Linked DNA regions of Culex pipiens: region 2 is linked to region 1. The links are chromatin contacts, called in public Hi-C maps. All regions are on one chromosome and are shown on one strand. The core of a region is the stretch at or near the end of the contact, and the rest is flanking DNA. Distances in the headings are between cores, read along the strand shown. Region 1 holds the start of LOC120420711 (calcium-activated chloride channel regulator 1-like). Region 2 holds the start of LOC120427909 (calcium-activated chloride channel regulator 2-like).

What was found. A called contact is a pair of places that touch in the nucleus more often than the background predicts.
Region 2: a contact with region 1 is called in a Hi-C map of whole body, with 5 times the contacts expected there. The contact joins the promoter of LOC120427909 here to the promoter of LOC120420711 in region 1. A contact is called at or near these places in 2 of 3 Hi-C or Micro-C datasets (whole body and whole pupa).

What each region holds. Positions count from the first base shown.
Region 1 is chr1:107,374,138-107,378,098 of TS_CPP_V2, reverse strand. LOC120420711 (calcium-activated chloride channel regulator 1-like) reads left to right here and starts at 1,849. Exons shown (of 3, transcript XM_039583806.2): 1 at 1,849-3,194. The coding sequence starts at 2,991.
Region 2 is chr1:107,684,900-107,688,860 of TS_CPP_V2, reverse strand. LOC120427909 (calcium-activated chloride channel regulator 2-like) reads left to right here and starts at 2,220. Exons shown (of 3, transcript XM_039592849.2): 1 at 2,220-3,182. The coding sequence starts at 2,997.

The sequences.
Region 1 (3,961 bases), core at 600-3,099:
GTGCACTTTTGAGTTATTGGTTGTGAACAATTCTCGATTAAATTTTCAAAAGGTCCTATCTGCATAGGAAACCCATGAGGGATAGGTTGTTTTGAAAATTTAATCTAGAATTGTACAATTGAACAATTGAACAATTGTGAACAACAAAATAATCTTGAATTTAATGTAATTTAGAATTTTTTATTTAAGCAACACAAGAATTAAAATATATAAAGCATTTTCAGATATTTAAATTTTATATTTTTTTAAAATTCTGCCAAAAATAAAAAAAACTGACGTTTAGACCGTTTTATTTAATTTTTACGTACAAAAATTTCAGGAAATTTTATTGCCTTTTTCTGACAACAAAGTAAATGTCGCCCCCCTTCAAAATTTCAACCAATTTTCGATCTTTAAAAAGCATTGGAAAGAAGAACTCATAAAATTTTATAAAATTTTAGGGTTGGAAGTTTGACTTTTTTATGTGACTTTGCCAATGTTTTTAAAAATTATTTTCTTTTAGGTGTCTACTCTGGCTGTGTTTTTTACTAACACAAATCCGTTTTATTTAACAGAGTAGATTTGTAGTTGTAGAATTTTTGGAGTACATTAACATTTTTTTTAATTAGTTATTCTTAAAAAATATTTTGCTCAAGTGAGACAAATAAAAGTTGCCATTTTTGGCTGTAAAAAAATGAAGTTATTTGATAATATGAGTTTTTATAACAAAAAAAGGGGTTTTACAAAATAGGTATTTTTAAGAGCAACCTACAACTTTGCTGAATACACCAAATTGGCCAGAAAATTCTTTCCAAGAATACAAACTTTCAAATATGTAAATATTTACATGTTTTTGTATGGACAGCTGCCAAATTCGTATGGAGACTTGGACGAGCGTACTAATTATGAAAAATGTTCTAATTGGTCTAAGGGAAACTCTACATAAAGTTTCAACCAATTAAAAAAAAAACATAATTCCACGAAATCAACAAATTTCAAAGGGAATTGCTCAGCTTTCAAAAAGCATCAGTGATTCCTCGCTAAAAATGTAACATTTTGAAAATCCCATTTACATCTTTCGTGTGAAAACACGCGTCGTTCTTTCCCAAAACTTGTCAACCCCGTTCAAAACCATCGCGCTTAATCTATTCCAATTGCGTTCGTTCTAACTCGCAATAAAGATCAGATTTTGGCTAGAGCGAACGTTTGCGCGATAAAATAAACTATCTCAGTTAATGCGCCATTGATTCCATTGAACAGCTGTAGTTGGTTGCTGATATTCTCATTCCCATCGTAAAGACGCGACGACGTTAAACGATTTAACCTGTTGTGTAGAGTCGAATTAAGAGCGATATAGCGATTGTCACCGAATTGCACAGTTTGATCACGTCCGATGCAAGTCACGCAAAACTCATAGTCATTGAGTAGCTCGGCGTCAATTTGATGGGTCAGCAGATTCGGTGGCATTCCTAGCTGAAGTTGTCGTTTTGTCACGATCAAATTCATTTCAATGGTCCAACAGGAAGCTACAATCGATTCATCACAGTGCAACATCTTCGCGCTGTGCAGCATTCCGCTGCTACATGTTCATCATTACATTCCACTCATGAACCTAATTTTTCCTTGTTCACCCGAAGCAAACCCGAACACCGCATGAACTCGTTTCATGCGCCGTTCATTCATGTTCCAATGTTGCACAAACGCGTCGTTCTCTGCTCACCGGTTCTCCGTCTTCACCCACAAGTTCATTCGCGATCGTGCGCACGTTTCCTAAAGCCTCTGTTCTTCTCCAGTGAATGAATGAACTTCTGATGGGTTTGCGGCGGGGTGGATCCGCGAGGGGTGGGTTAAATGTTTTTTACTACTCTCCCTACTGCGGGCTGCTTCGTTCGGCGCGCGTTTAGTTCGCTGTTGACGTCCGTCGCAAGTGCACGTGTATTGCGCGTTTCGCTAAGGATTTTGCGCTCGTTTGTTTCGCGCGATTCATTCTGCCGCGCGTGCACGTAACGAATTCGCCGGCAAAACAAAAAAAAGGCCAGTAGCAGCATTGTAGAATCGGAGAAGAATTGTTTTGGTGGAACAGTGTGCGTTGTGTGTCCACCAGACCGTTACGGGGAAAGAATAGAACCGGGTTTGTGGTCCAAAGGGGAGTGGATCCGTGGGGGCATCACTGGTGTGAAACGGTTCTAAATGGGGAGCTCTAGTTCGGCTCTGACAGATGAGTGAAGTGCGGAGAGGTTCGTTGCTTCGCTGAAGTTACTGAGGAAATTACTTGTGATAACACTGGGGGAAAAAACGGAACGTACCTATAGTGGTAATAACTGATAAGCAAAATAAAAACATAAACATCCAGCGTGGTTCCACCTGGCCACAGGTGAAACGCCGGTAAAAAAACGTCGCGTATACGGCGCAAAGTAGAGTGAAACGAAAGTGTCAAGCCACGTTAAAGCCCGCGGGTACGGTACATGAATATAGATCCAATTATTCTGGCCCGGAAGCGCCCACTGGAGCGTGAAGTACGCGGTTCGTAGCGGGCCCTAAAAGTGGCGCGTGTGCGCGAAATTCACTACAAACCAGCGCCGAATGTGTAAAATCATCAATTTTTGGCGGATTATTACGCCGATTAAGCACGGTCGGCCACCGAATAGTGCCCAACTCTACAACAGCGTGTTGTTGTGATTTCCACCATCCAAGTGTTGTTTGTAGCACAGCGAAGAGCGAAGAATAACAAATCAAAACAAACCCTCGATGGATTCAACGCTAAAACGGACCCCGTTCGTTCCGTGGTGAGGTTTCGTCAGGTTTCCATGGTGACTTTCTTCAAACAAAACCTGGCCAACTTTGTCGGAGGATTATCGATTTTGCCCACAGCCAGTTACAACGACACAGCGTTTGCTTTGATGAAACCGAAAAGAATCTGACACGAAAGTAGTGAGTTGTGTGTAGTTTCCAGCGGCGACGTGTAGTGTGACACGAAACTCGTGAGTGTAACAGAATCCACCGGGAAGAACATGACTCGAAGGGGCCCCATCTTGCCAGCACCGAGCTGCTGGCTTCAGCTGCTGCTGCTAGTGACAGTTCTAGGCCTGGTGCCAGGATCGTCCTCGTCGTCCTCGTCGGTGTACATCGACAAGTCGGCCTACCGGAACGTGGTCGTCGAAATACGGGACAATGTGCCCGTGGAGAACTGCCAATCGATCCTGCACAATCTAGAGGTTAGTACGAGTGAAAGAATCCTAGCTTTTCTCCTTGAAACCATGGTGAGGGAGGGCTTTGGGTTGGAATAAATCAAATCTTTGGCGATAATCCCAGGGAAAATGCTCGAAAATTCCTCAGATGTCGAGCAATCGTTCATGTTGCGTTGGCACGAAAACTCTATTCTTTGCGACTACTGGTCGTACTGGGTGCTGTTTGGCTATCGTCTTTATTGCTTGGACAAAATCTTTTGGGGTCGCGGTGCAATTAAAAGGGATTTCCAGCATAAATCTTGTTTATGAAATGATTAATATGGTAATTTCAGCACTAGATTTGGATGTAAAGCAAACGATTGCAACATAAAATCGTACACTAGTTTTATATGATATTCGTTGAACGGATTGTTCAATAGATTGTTTTTTATTGTTACCCTCTAGGGGGTTTTAACTGATTGCACTTAAAATTCCATTGAAATTTTGAAGGTTTTTGAATAAAATTTTTCTTTGCTCCCTGATTTTTCGGGCCGATTTTGTACTAGCCTTATTTACATAAATGATAATAATAATTATCATTCCAATTGATTAAAACAACAAGGAAAAAAGGTTTGACATTCACTTTGAATTGAGGGGTTTTTAATACATATTTAATACCCTTTGATTCATCGGTATGATATTTTTATCTATTATTTTTGGTAACAAAAATCTTACATAAAATAATACATGTTCAGTAGTTGTTCGGTAACTGGGCGTTGTTTAACTGGGCTGCTGTTTAACTGGGCGCTCGATAA
Region 2 (3,961 bases), core at 971-3,470, 310 kb before region 1:
CGGAATTGTATAGTAAAATTACTCTTTTATAAGCCCTCTTATTAGTCAAAGCAAATTCTGTAGGTATAAAATAATTCAGGACATTTAAAAAGAAGATATATGTAAGCGTTGTCCTGTCACAAAAAAAATTACAATTGTTTAGTTTGCAAGGGTTTGTGAAATCGGATTTTCTTTAAAATACTTTATAGAAAAAAATACCTGAGTACTAGGGCAGCTTCCCCAAATTTTTAATATTTTAATATTGGCCGCCATCTAAGATTGCACATTCCTCGAGTACTTTGGAGTAAATTTGTCCTGTTGCCTGTTACATTTCTGATTAAAAAAATAAAATTTTCTAGCTTCGTCATACTGACCGCCATCTTGGATTGCACATTCCCTGAGTACTTTGGAGTATTCTAGGGCTCATACCCAGTCAACTCAATCGGGATTCTGAAACGGAATTCAATTCGAATCGTTTACGTATTCCGTTTCAAACGCAACAACCGATTCCATGTACGTACCGGTTGTTGCGTTTGAAACGGAAAACGTAAAAGATTCGAATTGAATTCCGTTACAGAATTTCGATTGATTTGACTGGGTATTCGAGTTCAGCAACCCCAAAATTAATTAAATTTTACTAGTTGATTGAACTTATAAATCCTTTTATGGTGTTTGTTTTTTTCATTCATTTGCCATATTGGAAGCCATCTTGAATATCTCCGCTCCCTTTGATAATTGGCGAAATCAACTGGCAGATCCGAATTCAGGATTTAGTCCAGGTAAATTAATCATTAAGGGGCTATACCTCGTAAACGGCGCACTTTATCAAAACTTCTTTTCAATTGCAAATTTGATTTGACATTAAAAACAGTAGTAAAAAAAAAAGTTTTAATAAGATTTCTAAACAAAACTTTTTTTTTTATCATTAATTGGCATTCTTCTTAACAGCAACATTTTTAAGCCGTTTGATTTACAGCTCAAAAGTTGCAGGTTTTGTCCCTTAAAACATAAAATAAAATAAATTAAAATAGAAAAGCGGTTTTGGGAAAAAAATACTCACAACTTGGCCCAAGACAAGAAATCGATCAGATATTTTTTTCCATGGGATGCAGATTTTCGAATATTTACGTACCATTTTTGTACGAAGCCATGAATGTGCAATAGGGTGCCCAGAAAAAATGAGCCCCTGCTCCACAAGCGGAAAACAGTTTGTTGAGTTATTTTAAGCATCAGTGTAAATTTTGGGCCAAATTGGTTGAGATTAACCCATTGATACTCGAGCCTAAAGTTGGTGAAAAAAAAGTTTTTCATACAAAAATGACATTTTTAAATCGCTAATAACTTTTTAGGATTGAGTTTTACAGCTTTGGTATGTTCTACAAAGTTGTAGAGCATTGAATTTTCAATAAGTATCTCACTTTTTGGAATATTTGGATGGAAGTAGCGCGCCCTACAGACAAACCCGTAAGAAAATTGGGTTTTTCATACATTTTTTCGATTTTTCCCATACAAATTTCACCTTCGAGTATCAATGGGTAAATGCTGACCGATTTTGCTCATATTTGGCCCAGAGTCCTAAAATAGCTTAAGAAACAATAATCAGCTTGTGGAGCGAGGTTTGGAGAAAAAGTCCCTTATTCTGGGCACCCTAATGTGCAAGCTTAAGACCCAAAATAAAGTGTTGCTCAAAAATGTGAAGGTTATTCCTGTTTTTTCGAGAGTTGTGAATTATTCTTGTTAGATTTGATTTGAATTTAGAAGTGAGATTATGAAGCTTCGTTTCATTCATTGCATTGTTAGAAGAACATGTAATTCCAGTTAGAATTCATGTTGTCTGCGCAGCATAACTTTTCTCCTCTTCTTCTATGTCGCGCAGCATAACTTCATCCCGAACGCTACATGAGCTCGTCCTTAGCTACACCCAACGTACAACATACCGGAGGTCATTTCCAGCCCAGTGAACCCTATCACGCCGTTGGTTAGTCATCCCTTCTTCCCACACACACCGCACACGACCTTCGGGCCATCGAAAGCATAATCAAAACAAACCGATTCATCGGCCGGCATCCGCAGCAACTTCGGGTGAACTTCGGCGATGAACCGTTTTTCCCATGTTCTGCTTTCCGCACCCGATCCGTAAACCTTGCATAACCCACAAGCAGCACTTTATCGTCGTCGTCGTCGCGGGTGAAGGAAGAAGATGCTTATGCTGGCTCGGTTTAGTCCGCAGTTGACGTTCGTTGCGTTTGGACGTTCCCTCGTTACTCCGAGTTCGACACCACAGTACCGCGGTTGGTTTGAAGTGAGAGAAGATCTTTCGGGAGGAGAAGACAAGTGTGGTGTGGCGTGGCGCAGAATTTGTGGTCGCGTGGTGCTTTTCACGTGCTGCTGCTGCAGTAGAATCTCCAGCTTCTTGAAGTGTAACACATTTTTGCGTGTGCTGGGAGGAATCTGAACAGATACGATACGTTGCGTACGCAACTCGTTACCAGAGCAAGTCGTTTGCTGGAATTGTTCAGGTGTACCTTACCGCGGTCGGTGTGGTTCGGCTTTTGAGGTGTGTTATTTGATTTTTGGTTTTGGGTCAGCGGTAAACCACGAGACCTGGCCTGGGAACAGCTGTGGAACAAGTGAGAAGCCTAAAAATAACACCGGAGATCCCTCGTCGAGTGGGCTGTTTGTGTGCGCGGGGGAGTGTTTTCAAACCGAGTGAGAGCAAGGCGGAGGGGTGGCAAGAACATCAACAACTCCTCGAACCAGAGGCGCTCCACTGCGGTCGTCGGGATGATGAGTGTCTACGCGATAGTATTTGCAGCAGTGAAGCTCGTAAGCCGGTGGATTTTCGCTCGGAATTGAACACAGAAAATCGTGGGATTCAGTAACACACGTGTGATAGTGCTTGGATTTTTTTTTTATATTTTCGGGAAAATTGAAAACAAAAACGTTGACATTCGAACGGAACCGCTTGTGTTTGACCAAAAGTGAGCATAAAAGCTACGCGATTAGCATTCGACAAAATGCTACTCCCAACGATTGTGGCCCTGCTGCTGGTGGCCTACAACAGCCGGCCGGAGGCTTCCGCCGCCAGCCTGGCCTCGGCCAGCTCAGTTTATGTAGAAAAATCCGCGTACAAAAATGTCGTCATCGAGATAAGGGATAACGTGCCGGTGGAGAACTGCCAAACGATTCTGCACAATGTGGAGGTATGTACAAGCTCTTTCATAACACACAGAGATTTCGCATGGCAATGAGTGAGTTATGCTGAGGCTCTCGGTCTTATGTGATGAGCACGACAGCGTGCATAACATTGCGAGTTTCCGGGGGTCGGTTGCGGTGGAAAGTCAGGATTTGATTTCCACGCTTTTTTAATGCTAATTGAGAGCGCTTGCACAGCGCAGATAGCGCACTGGGGTGGTGTGAAATATGTTGCCAGCGAAAAGCTCGATGTTTTCGGAAAAAAAGCACAATGAGCTCTTTTTGTTTTGGGGTTGACATGGCGGACAGCAGCACTGTCAGTGTGGGGGTTTTGCGATGTTTGAGCTGGGTAATTGTTTCGGATGGGAGATTGATTAATTTGGCAGGTTTAGGGCATCACAGCGCAGCGGTTGTCAATTTGCTGGAATTTTCAGTGTAGGGGTGGTGTATTTTTGGGATGATTGAATCTGTTTTATTGAGGCATCAATTTCAGTTTGAATGTTAACATTTCTTTTGTGATATCGTCAGAAATCTTCGCATACTGGTTTAATAAATTTGAGATCGCTACTGGAAATTCAATTTTCAAAATTGTTACCTTCATCTGGGGCGAGTCGGGATTACAGTCTGAATAGGGATAGGTGCAGTAACAAGACTTAAACAGCTGACCCAATTCGACTCATGTGTCCCGATTCACCCCATATGGCGGTAACACAAAAGTAGATTGCTGTTTTAAATTATTAACACGTGATGGTTACTTAATCTGACCCTAAAGAAACTTGAATACATA